Linked DNA regions of Danio rerio: region 1 is linked to region 2. The links are chromatin contacts, called in public Micro-C maps. All regions are on one chromosome and are shown on one strand. Each heading gives the region's core, a stretch centred on a gene start, on an enhancer-like site or on the middle of the called end of the contact. The rest is flanking DNA. Distances are from core to core; before and after follow the strand shown. Region 1 holds the start of reps2 (RALBP1 associated Eps domain containing 2). Region 2 holds the start of cdh24a (cadherin 24, type 2a).

Evidence for each region. A called contact is a pair of places that touch in the nucleus more often than the background predicts.
Region 1: a contact with region 2 is called in a Micro-C map of caudal fin, with 8 times the contacts expected there. The contact joins the promoter of reps2 here to the promoter of cdh24a in region 2. A contact is called at or near these places in 3 of 18 Hi-C or Micro-C datasets (caudal fin, embryo and hematopoietic stem cells) and 1 of 4 datasets of contacts at active chromatin or transcription factors (embryo).

The regions. Positions count from the first base shown.
Region 1 is chr23:44,228,762-44,234,865 of GRCz12tu, forward strand. It overlaps reps2 (RALBP1 associated Eps domain containing 2), which reads left to right and starts at 1,550. Exons shown (of 18, transcript XM_073939402.1): 1 at 1,550-1,803. The coding sequence starts at 1,633.
Region 2 is chr23:43,853,992-43,860,713 of GRCz12tu, forward strand. It overlaps cdh24a (cadherin 24, type 2a), which reads left to right and starts at 3,128. Exons shown (of 14, transcript XM_073939333.1): 1 at 3,128-3,202. It overlaps rnf146 (ring finger protein 146), which reads right to left and starts at 3,066. Exons shown (of 2, transcript NM_199854.2): 1 at 2,847-3,066.

The DNA.
Region 1 (6,104 bases), core at 300-2,799, 370 kb after region 2:
GCTGAATCATCCACAATATCTAAATATATGTGAGATGTTTTTTATTTGATGTCATATTAAATTACTTGTGCAGTTTATCTTGTGAAATTACACACTCTTTTTACAAGCTTTAATAATATGTAAATAAACAAGGACTCTGGCATTTCTAAGTTGTAATTTTTTTATAGTTTATCAAATGTATATTTCAAATAAAATGGTGTTTAATTATATATTTATATACAGTGATCGGCATATATGAGTACACTTCTCATAAATTTATGTTAGGAAAAAATATTAAATAAAAAATGGTAAAAATCAAGAGGAACAGAAAATATATACAATTTTGTTGAAATGTTGTAGGTTGTAATTTTTTTGCATGAATTTAAATGTATAATCTTTCCATTTCTAAAGATTGTTCTGTGACTAAAATATTAATTTAATTTGGAATTTAATCTTGAATCTGGAAACTAAAACAAATCTTTATAAATTCAAAACACAACAAATAAATCGGTATCAATTGAATTGTCAAGGTTTTAAAGCAAGTAAATTGAAGTATTAATTTCTAATCCGGTTTTTCTATATTTAAATGGTTCAAATGTAAAGATTTAGATTTAAAGTCTACAAATATAAACGTATTTTAATAGATGTGAAATATTTATTCATATTTAAATGTTTATATAAAATGGAAATACACGTTTCTTTATAAATATTACAACTTAACACAAATCTTGAGCATAAAAATGTAATATAGGATTTGAATGGAGAATGTTTAATTGCAAATCTAATATTATTAAATTATCAAATGATAAAAATCTGCATCCTTCAAATATAAAAATGAATTCAGGTTTAAAACAGATGCATTGCATTTTTAGGTCTAAACCAGGGGTGCCCAAACTTGGTCCTGGAGGGCCGGTGTCCTGCAAAGTTTAGTTCCAACTCCAATCAGACACACCTGGGCTAGCTAATCAAGCTACTAGGCTTTCTAGAAACATCCCTGCAGATATGTTGAGGCAAGTTGGAGCTAAAATCTGGACTTAGTTTGGGCACCCCTGTTCTAAACTGTTTAAACAATACATTTGAGCACTCCAGATAGATAGATAGATAGATAGATAGATAGATAGATAGATAGATAGATAGATAGATAGATAGATAGATAGATAGATAGATAGATAGATAGATAGATAGATTTGGAAGTAAATAGTGATATGTTAACTGTCAGTATACTGTAAAGAATAACAATAGCCTATATGATACATGATACAATAAGGATGTTTATCAATAAAAATAACATTAATATATACATAATAACATAAATAACATACAATGAACACAGAATTAATTATAAATGCAATGTCTATAAATCTTGAACATTACTCGTTGCTTAATTAAACCTTTCTTTCTTTAATGTAGGCCTACGTCTTTGTAATGTACACATAGGCTATAATATGTGTGTGTAATAAAAAAAATGGTCCTCTTATAAATATTTAAGCAGGTGTGTGCAGTTTTGTGTGGTTATTTGGCGCCTCCGTGCGGTCAGAAGTGATACTGGGAGTATCAGCAGTGTGTGTGCGTGTGTGTGTGAGCACCGCAGAGCAGACGCACAGAGGCCGCTTGTCAGGTCTGGACGCCCGGCGGCTGCGGCTCGGGGCGGGGATGGATCCGGGATCCGCCGGTGGGACCTTCATGTCCCTGAGCGACACCGAGCAGAGATGTTACTCCGGGCTGTACGCGCTCTGTCAGCCCGACAGCAGCGGCATACCGGCGGCGGGGAAAGTGGCGGAGCTGTTCCGGGCGTCGCAGCTGCCGGCCGAGACGCTGCACCAGGTGAGCGGACACGCATTTCACCGCCGCCCCGCAGAGGAGCGCGTGTGCCGGGGAGCGGGTTCACACTCCCGCCGGGGATGGGTGTACAGTATAGGGCTCTCATAACTACATGTACAGTATGGGGCTCTGATATACGCATGGCTCTGGTTCATGAGTATACAGTTTGGGGCTCTAATTCATGGTTGTTTGGGGCTATCATTTCTGGCTGCATAGTAGGCTATATCAAATATAATGTACAGTATATATAATTGTACAATGAATGTACAGTGAAAAACAATAGTTTTCTTAAATTATGTTATTAAGGAGCATTTATTAAGTATGAATGTGCGAATATAAAACCATCTTTGCCTCAATGGGTGTACAGTATGTAGCTCTGGTTTATGGGTGTATATTAGTGGCTCTGGTATCTGAGTGTACAGTATGGAGCTCTGGTTTATGGGTGTACATTATGGGGCTCTGGTATCTGAGTGTACAGTATGGGGCTCTGATATTTACAAGTACACTTTGGCGCTCTGATAGCTGGTCTTACAGCGTGGGCTATGAGATCTGGGTGTACAGTGTGGGGCTCTAATGTCTGGTTATACAGTATGGGCTCTGATATTATTGAGGTAAAGCTGGTTTTTTGTTTATAGATTCAGACTTTCTCCTTAATAATATAATTTCAGAAAACTATTCTTCGTAAACTTTAAATTTTAAAAATCATTTTAGCCTCCAATGGCAGTTAAATCGGTCTAATGTTGTTTTAAAGTCATACTAACATGTGATTTCAGACCGAATATTCAAAGTACTATGGTAAACAATATAGGGATCATGTCACAAGTTGTTAATGAACGAATGTGCGAATATAAAACCAACTTTACCTCAATTCCGAGATCTGGTTGTACAGTATGGGGCTCTGATTCATGTGTGCACAGTATGGACTCTCATATGTGTATGTGCAGTATGGCACTCTGATATGTACATGGCTCTGGTTCATGTGTGTACAGTATGGGGCTCTAATGTCTGGTTATACAGTATGGGGCTCTGATTCATGTGTGTACAATATAGCACTCTGATATCTACATGACTCTGGGTCACATGTGTACAGAATGGGGCTCTGATATCTCTGTGAACAGTATGGGGCTCTGATATCGACATGGCTCTGGGTCACGGGTGTACAGTATGGGGCTCTAATGTCTGGTTATACAGTATGCAGGGATCAACAATAAGGACTGCCGATGGCCCAGGGCCAGTGTGCGAGGCGCTTGGGACAGTTGACAGGATTGTTACTGGCCCGATCTGTGCTGCCTTGTCACTAAAGTTCAATTTGCCTGGACTATTTGTCAATTGCGTATGAATACAGTCCTAGAATCGAGTAACAGTTTGTGCTTTTAAGCTTTTAAATGCTACCTTCTCTGTGATGTCATAAACACCATATTGCTTTTCGGTTGCTCTTATCTGATTTCATGTTGTAAGCATGTCGTGTTTTGCAACCTGGTAAAAGCAGCACAGCGAAGTGACGGCAACATCAAATATACTTTGGAACAGCGCGACGATTTGCTCATTATACATTCATTAACATTTTTAAAATATTTAAAGTCTAGATTCAAACAAATTTTTAACACTATATTTAAAACATGTGGCTAAGAAATAGCTATTAGATTTTATTATTATTATTATTATTATTTTATTTTTTGGTGAATATATTGGCAGGGCAAGTAAAAATCTGAACCGCTGGCCCAATTGGGCTAGTAGAAAAAATCCTTAGCATTGAACCCTGGTATGGGCTCTGATATCTGGGTGGACAGTATGGGGCTCTGATATCTACATGGCTCTGGTTCATGTGTGTACAGTATGCGGCTCTAATGTCTGGTTATACATTAAGGGCTCTGGTTCATGTGTGTACAGTCAGTGGCAGCGTGAAGAGTAAAGTTGAGAGACCTGCTTGTACCTTGAGGGAATTGATTGTACAGTTATGGACAGTAATATTATAGTGCTCTGAGGTGAATGAGTGCCATATTCATATATTGTAATATTGATGTTGGGTGAGGCAGTGGGTAGCATGTTAGCCTCAAAGCAAGAAGGTTGCTGGTTCCAGCTCAGTTGGCGTTTCTGTGTGGAGTTTGCATGTTCTCCCTGCATTCGCGCGGGTTTCCTCCGGGTGCTCCGGTTTCCCCAACAGTCCAAAGACATGCGGTACAGGTGAATTGGGTAGGCTAAATTGTCCTTAGTGTGTGTGTGTGAATGAGTTTGTGTGGATTTTTCAAAGAGATGGGTTGCGGCTGGAAGGGCATCCGCTGTGTAAAAAAAACCTGCTGGATAAGTTGGCGGTTCATTCCACTGTGGTGAGCCCGAATTAATAAAGGAACTAAGCCATCAAGAAAATGAATGAATGAATATTGATGTTGTTGTCCATGATGAAACCATTTGAAGAAAATGTCCATGCAATCACTTTTTTTTTTTTTTGCAAGCAAACTGTATTGAGCATGTTTTCAAACTATTCCATAGCTGTAACAAGGGGCAAATCATTCATAACTTAAGCTTTAAAAAGCTGCCATATGATTATTTATCAATATATTAACGTTTTGGCTTATCAGAAGCTATGGAAATTAAAAACGTAAAACAGGAAATGTGTTAGGACCATTGTTATTGTTTACATCCCTCAAAATGGCCTATAATATACAATTGTAAGCCTACTTTAACTATTAGTTTATTTGTTAGAGTTTATAATTAAAAGAGGAGAAAAAATCAAATATATTCATTTACGAAAATTAACATTTTTGGGTGAACTATCCCTTTAAGAATTAAAAATCAAATGCTATGGAAGTCAATACTGACAGTTTTCCAGCATTCTTCAAAACATCTTCTTTTGTGTTTAACAGAAGAATGAAAGTGTAGGATGAGTAAATGATGACAGAATTAAACTTTTTGGGTGAACTATCCCTTTAAGAATCAGAAAACAAATGGTACAGAAGTCGATGGTTACAGGTTTCCAGCATTCTTCAAAATATCTTCTTTTGTGTTTAACAAAAGAAAGATACTCGAACTGGTTAGGCGTAAATGATGACGAAATTAACTTTTTTTGAGTGAACTATCCTCTTAAGAGTTAGAAAACTAATGCTATAAAAGTTAATGGTTACAGGCTTACAGCATTCTTCAAAATATCTTCTTTTGTGTTCAACAGAAGAATGAAACTCACACTGGTTAGGCGTAAATGATGATGGAATGAACGTTTTTGAGTGAACTATCCCTTTAAGAATTAGAAAACTAATGCTATAAAAGTCAATGGTTACATCTTTCCAGCATTCTTCAAAACATCTTCTTTTGTGTTCAACAGAACAATGAAATGTAGGATGAGTAAATGATGACAGAATTAAAAAAAATTTAGTGAACTGTCAATTTAAGAATTTGAAATCAAATGCTATGGAAGTCAGTGGTTACAGGTTTCCAGCATTCTTCAAAATATCCTCTTTTGTGTTTAACAGAAGAAACATACTCACAGTGATAAGGTGTAAATGATGACAAAATTACCATTTTTGGGTGAACTATCCCTTTAAGAATAAAAAACTCAAATGCTATGGAAGTTAATGGAAATTAAAAACGTAAAACAGGAAATATGTTAGGACCATTGTTATTGTTTACATCCTTCAAAATGGCCTATAATGTAGAATTGTGAGCCTACTTTAATTAGCAGTTTATTTGTTAGAGTTTATAATTAAAATAGAAGAAAAAATCAAATATATTCACTAAATTTTCTTTAACTTAGTCTTAGTGATGCTTATTCTCAGGAGAACATGCAAACTCCACACAGAAATGCCGACTGGCCCAGCCGGGACTCGAAGCAGCAACCTTCTTGCTCTGAGACTAAAGTGCTAACCACTGAGCCACTGTGCTGCCCTTGCCTTATTTAATGAGTTCATTTGAAACTTTCCCTCTTTACAATCATCAGTGTCAGCAGTGAGTGTGTCCTGCTGACGTTTGATTACAGGTTTAGTAGGACAGTAAACACTCAGATGTGTGTGTGTGTCATTGGACACGTCAGGAGTCAGGTGGATGTGTTTACTTCAGTCAGTCTCACTGGTTTATGGGTGGTGTTCAGAAACTGACTCTCAGTCTGGACATGTCAGTGCTGAATATATATATTGTATAACAGGGCTGTCAGTCGCTGTGTGTGTACAGTATATACTGTGTATGTGTATATCCATTGTGGTGGACTTAACCCTCATGTTGACTTGCAGGTCAAAATCTGGACATGATGTTTATTTTGTCTTGACATTTGATGAACTTTTCTGAAAAAAGTGTGTGTGTGTGTGTGTGTGTAT
Region 2 (6,722 bases), core at 1,878-4,377:
TGAACAAGAGGGGGGAAAGAACCATTGAAACAAACCGATAAAAGAAATACTAAAATGTTTTGTGTTTGTTAAAAAAATAAAATAAAATCAGTTATGTTGTATAATCAATACTGATAACTAGCCCACACAAAATACACAGCCGCAGAAATCCACAGATTTTTGAGCCCATCATTCATTCTATTAACTTTTTTACAAGTTAATGCGTGTAAAAAAATAAATAAATAAATAAAAATTTATATATATATATATATATATATATATATATATGTTCAGTTTTTACACTAATTACAGTAATATTATTATTTAATAAAATGCTATTTTTTAGATAATGTATGTACAATACAATTTGTAAAGTAATACTTTGTCCATTATTGAATGTATTATATGAGAGACCTGCTGAAGCTTTAATTTGATTATTAACCTTTTATTTACTGTATGTGTGGTTTTTCAAATCGCAAAATAATTTCTTAACAAAATCCTGTGCAAAAATAGCAAAAAATATATAAAGTCAGTATAATTTGTCAGTATAATGGCAGAATAATAATAATAATAATAGCTCTATTTAAATCTAGATTGACTGGGAAGTGAACAATCATGTGTAAAAAATTTAAAATAATAATAAAAAAGGTTATCATTGTACAAATAATTTTTAAAATATAATAAAATGAATCAATTTTAATCTTCAATGAATAAAAGAATCCTGCGATGGGACTACTGCAGATAGACATTGTGAATAGGAAAAATAAATAAACCGTCTACAATGAGCTAAGTTTAAAGTGACAGAACAATAATAGTTATACAATCGTTTCATATTTAACATTTATATGTAAATGTTTTTTCCATCATACAACATAAACATGTTGTAAATATTAATAATAAAATCTAAAAATGTCAATTATATTTCTATATAAATATATAAGGGCTGCAAGATATTGTAAAAATCTGACATTGCAATATTTTGTTTTGCCATAATAAACATATACGATATAAATTAAAACTTCACCAGATAATTTAAATAGCTTTATTTTTCATCTAGATCATCTGGGGAGTCTTTTTCTATGCAGTGCATCTCCAAAAATTATAATAAATTACAAGCAAAAATAAATAAACAGTGCTCTGTGGTTTTCCGAACAGTCTAACAGTATTCAAGTACAAAAACAATCAAGGGTATAAAAAAAAAAGTTATTGTATAAATAATAAAAAACAAAAAAAGAATAAAATGTATTAATTTTAACCTTTAATAAATAATCTAATCCTGCGATGTGACTATTGTAAATAAACACATTGCGAAAGTAAAAATTAAAGTCAGTAGATTCAGTCTACAATGAGCTTGATTTAAAGTGGTAGAACAATAATAGCCTTACAATAGTTTTGTATTTAACACTTAAATGTGTATATATATATATATATATATATATATATATATATATATATATATATATATATATATATATATATATATATATACACACACACACATACATATATACACACACACATATATATATATATATATATATATATATATATATATATGTGTGTGTGTGTGTGTGTGTGTGTGTGTGTGTGTGTGTGTGTGTGTGTGTGTGTGTGTGTGTGTATGTATGTATGTATGTATGTATGTATGTATATATATATATATATATATATATATATATATATATATATATATATATATATATATATATATATATATATATATATATATGGGCTGCACAATATTGAAAAAATCTGACATTGTAATGTTATGTTGTGCCATAATATAAATTGTAATATTAATAAAAGTTAATGATTTTAAAAGCCCTTTTCATCTAGATCAACTGTGAAGTATTTTTTTTATGCAGTACATCTGCAAAAATTATAATAAGTTATGAGTAAAAATAAATAAACAGTTCTTTATGGCTTTCCGGGGAGTCTAGCAGTATGCAAGTACAGAAATAAAAAAAAAAAATCAAGTGTAAAAAAAAATTGTATCATATAGATAACAAATTATTAAACCGATTATAATTTTATTGTATAAAAAAAATAATATCGATGCTCAAACGATATAAGTGTATATATATATATATATATATATAAATATATATATATATATATATATATATATATATATATATATATATATATATATATATATATATAATAGTAATACCATCCATTAACTTATTTTGTATTATAAAAATAATTATGTCAAATACAAACACTACACTACTAACGTTAGACATAAAACGTGTAAACAAAAGTAACAAAGGCTAACTTAGGCTGATTGGTTGAGAACAATATAATTTAAAATATGTAATAATACTCATACAGCAAATGGTTATATTGACAACAAAATAGACATATTGAAAACGACACTGTTAACAGTAACGATAGATCCGTTATGTTATATTGCATCAATAAAACACAATATTGGTTTTATGTAGGTTAGCAGAAATGGGATGAGCGTTCTTTTAAATTGCATTACAGGCCCAAATCCCTCAACAACTCAACAGAAAACACAAAAATCGACCTATGTACACATTTAACTAGTACATTAACCAATGATATCTCTACAAACACTTTCAAACGTGATATTTCTGAGGTTTTGAATGTGCTGATGTTGAGATCTGATATTTGATAGATCAGATTGAGGCCTGTAGACAGGACAACACCCTGACCAAAACACAGCAAGAACAGCCTTTTTCACATTAAAAAACAAACCCTCGACACTTCAATGTTGTCGAAATATACAACACAAACATGTAAAATGGCATATCTTCATCATCATTCGGCTTACTTGAATATATATTTATATTTTTGGCGATTTTGCTGCGTCTTCTCCCAATGTCTTTCAGTTTACTCACCTGACAATGTAGCCGAATTTTCGCCTTTTTTAAGCGACGGTTAGATCTGGCTCATCTGCTAGTCACCGGATGATCGATCATTGTTCGTTTATTGATGTGAAATGATCGGTAACGCCAGAATTCGCTCGACACAGATGAACACAATAATGTTTTCACGGCTCCTCTGAGATAATAAGACGGCTGAAGTGTGTTCGTGCGCATCCGCTCTGCGCAAAACCTGCGCAGAACCCTCCGAAGTGGGAGTCCCTTATATCAAGAGATACACGATTGCTCGTGTTTTCAAGTATGCTGACTGACCGTGAGAAACAATACCCGAACGCCATGCATCCAAATCCTCTTGAAACCCAGCATAAAAGGTGCAAATCATTTAAGTATTTGATATAAGTACAATATTTTCGAAGTATTTTCTAAATATATGTTGTAGGTTTTTCAAACAAATAGCATGGCCTACCAGAATAGTTCAAATGAACTCAAATAAGAGTCTGAAGAGTCGTTGTGTTTATATACATTTATATATTATTGTTGCCTTATCAGATAGTAGCATACACTTTGAAGGTTTTATGAGTCTTCTTACATGTTTTAAATGAAATAACTGATGGACCAATTGAGGCTTAATAGACAACTGATGTTAAGGTATGCTTTTTTCGACATATATAATGTATACCATGGTATTTTTTTAAGTAGAATTTAGAATATCATGTAAATATTCTATCTATCTATCTATCTATCTATCTATCTATCTATCTATCTATCTATCTATCTATCTATCTATCTATCTATCTATCTATCTATCTATCTATCTATCTATCTATCACACACCCACACACATACATACAACAGTTAAAATAATATTATATTTGTTCATATACATTAAATTAGACAGTTCTTTGTTAAACATGGAGCTAATCTAATGAAAAAACTAATGATAATGGTCTACAAATGTATATGTAAGGGAAAAATATTACGTAAAAATGTAAAAAAAAAAAAAAGAAAAACATAGAGAAATAAAAAAAAATGCATCAAGTTATTTGTTAAAGATGTTTAGGAACCAACTATTATTTTAATGAATATAATTAATAAATCTGATTTGTTTAAAAAAAAAAGATTATGGAGGCCGATACCTGCAAAAAGATCGACCAATGATGGCATTTACTTGCCCGCTCTATTAATTTTTAAAATATTTATTCATGCAGGAATGTATGTATTTTTATATGTATTTATTTGCATATTTATTCATGGTTTTATTTATGCATGAATTTGTGAATTTATTTGCACATTTATTTATCTATTTGCATTTTTATTTATTTATTTATTTATTTATTTTATTGTTGTAGCAGGTTTTGTCCTCCATTCAACAGGATTATACAAATTAACAAAACTTAGACGCTTGAACCTTCAAAAATCTCTCTCTCTCTCCCTCTCTCTCTCTCTCTCTCTCTCTCTCTCTCTCTCTCTCTCTCTCTCTCTCTCTCTCTCTCTCTCTATATATATATATATATATATATATATATATATATATATATATATATATATATATATATATATATATATATATATATATAATAGATCTAGTTGTGAATTTTCTTTGACATGGCAAAGTCTCACTCTCACATGGTGTCAGACTGCCTTTCTGAGACTGACCACATCCGTCCATTTAGTATTTTATCTTCAACAGTGTCACTAGATGGCACAATTGTGCCAGGCAGAAGAAGAAAAAAAAAAGTAGGAAACAGATGCTTGTCCTTTGGGGATTTGCAGTAAATCTGTCTACATAACCAACTAATTCAACTAGAAAAGAAATCTATTTTTATTTGTTGCAAGTAGGTTAAGGCCACGTCACATTGTAGTTGTACTCCAAACCAGACGCTTTCCTATTAAACAGCTCCTGAAAACTCAACACCTGGTGCAGAGGATCAGATTATAATGTTGGCGTCTTTCCATGTTGTGCTCGCCGAACTGCATTAATCTCAATTATAGGAGGCAGTACAGTAATAAACAGTTCCAGTGCCTTTCCTAAAATATGATATTCACACATACAAGCCTGCAGGAATTGGGCATGTGCACCAGACACGCTTGCAGTCCATCTGCAGCCTTGTTTTTGGTGTATTACACTGTAAACTCTCATGTTGCTGGATGTTCTTTGTCACATCTGTGCTCAAGGGAATGCCATTTCATAGTAGATCAAATAACTCTTCTCTGTTTCCTAGTGTTGTGATGCAGAGATAATCAGTTGATGCGTGCAATCGTGTGTAATACACAGCATTAAATGAGAGATGTGCTTAAATTAGAACGGAAAAAAGAATTCTTATATTCCCTGTGGCTTTGTTACGCTAGGATGGCTGTGTTGTAGTGGAAGTCTTAAGTGTGTGTGTGTGTGCGTGGGTGCCATATGCATGAAATCAATGAGTGCTCATTTTCCACAGCTGTTTAGTACGACGCATACAAACCCTCTCAGTGTGAATGACAGTGGCCACAGGAGATCTTTCATACGAGACCTCCTCTGAGGATGCTTCATCCCCATAAGTCTCTATTTTACCTCTGCTCACCAAACTTTCCTTAAAGAAACATTTTTTATTTATTTATTGGGAGTTATGAACTAGGGCTGTGCAGCATCATTACTATTGTTACAGTATATAATTACCGGCCACTTTATTAGGTACACCATACTACCCTTTTTGCCTTCAGATTTGCCTTAATCCTTTGTGACATAGATTCAACAAGGTGCTGGAAAAATTCCTCAGAGATTTTGGTCCATAATGACATGATAGCATCACGCAGTTGCTGCAGATTTGTCGGCTGCACATCCATGATGTGAATCTCCCATTCCACCACATCCCAAAGGTGCTCTATTGGATTGAGATCTGGTAATTGTGGAGGCCATTCCATAATGACATGATAGCATCACGCAGTTGCTGCAGATTTGTCGGCTGCACATCCATGATGTGAATCTCCCATTCCACCACATCCCAAAGGTGCTCTATTGGATTGAGATCTGGTAATTGTGGAGGCCATTTAAGTACAGTGAACTCATTGTCATATTCAAGAAACCAGAGATGATTCGCGCTTTATGACATGGTGTGTTATCCTGCTGGAATTAGCCATCAGAAGATGGGTACACTGTGGTCATAAAGGGATGGACACGGTCAGTAATAGAGCTGTGCGATTAATCGAATCGCAATTTGAAATGTTGCGATTAGCTAATCGCAACAGGCTGCAATATGAAATATATGTGTATTATTTAATTTACCCCGCCCAGAGCAAATGTCTGACTGCCATCTGTGTGTGATAGTCTTACTAGCCAAGTGAGTGTGCACACTTTCATTCTGCCCAAACAGAATTGCACAACTGAACTACACTGAAAAAAGTGTTGCATGCAGAACTGTTGCAAACAATTTATTTGTGTTGAATATAAACAAACAAATTAAGTTTAATAATGTTCAACTTAATTTGTTTGTTTAAATTCAACACAAATAAATTGTTTACAACCACCTTACATAAAAAAAATTAGTAAATCCAAGGAGTCATCTCTGAATAATTTTTTTTCAGTGTATGCGGAACGTCCACAATAAAAAAATAAACAAACAGGAAAACGCGGACAATTGGGATAATGGCGTCTGCTGCTTCAGAAGCATTAATAAACAAATTAATATTAAAGAAAAACAGAACATCGGCAATTTGGGAATATTTGGGTTTCAAAGTCAGACACCAAACAAAAACAGGTCATTTTTAAGAGCTGTCGCAGAATTGTTGACACAGCTTACAGATAATTGAGCTAAAGCTTGACTACAAAATTAAATCGCAAATCAAATCGCAATTGCAATATCTGTCAGAAAAATCGCAATTAGATATTTTCCCCAAATCGCACTGCCCCAGTCA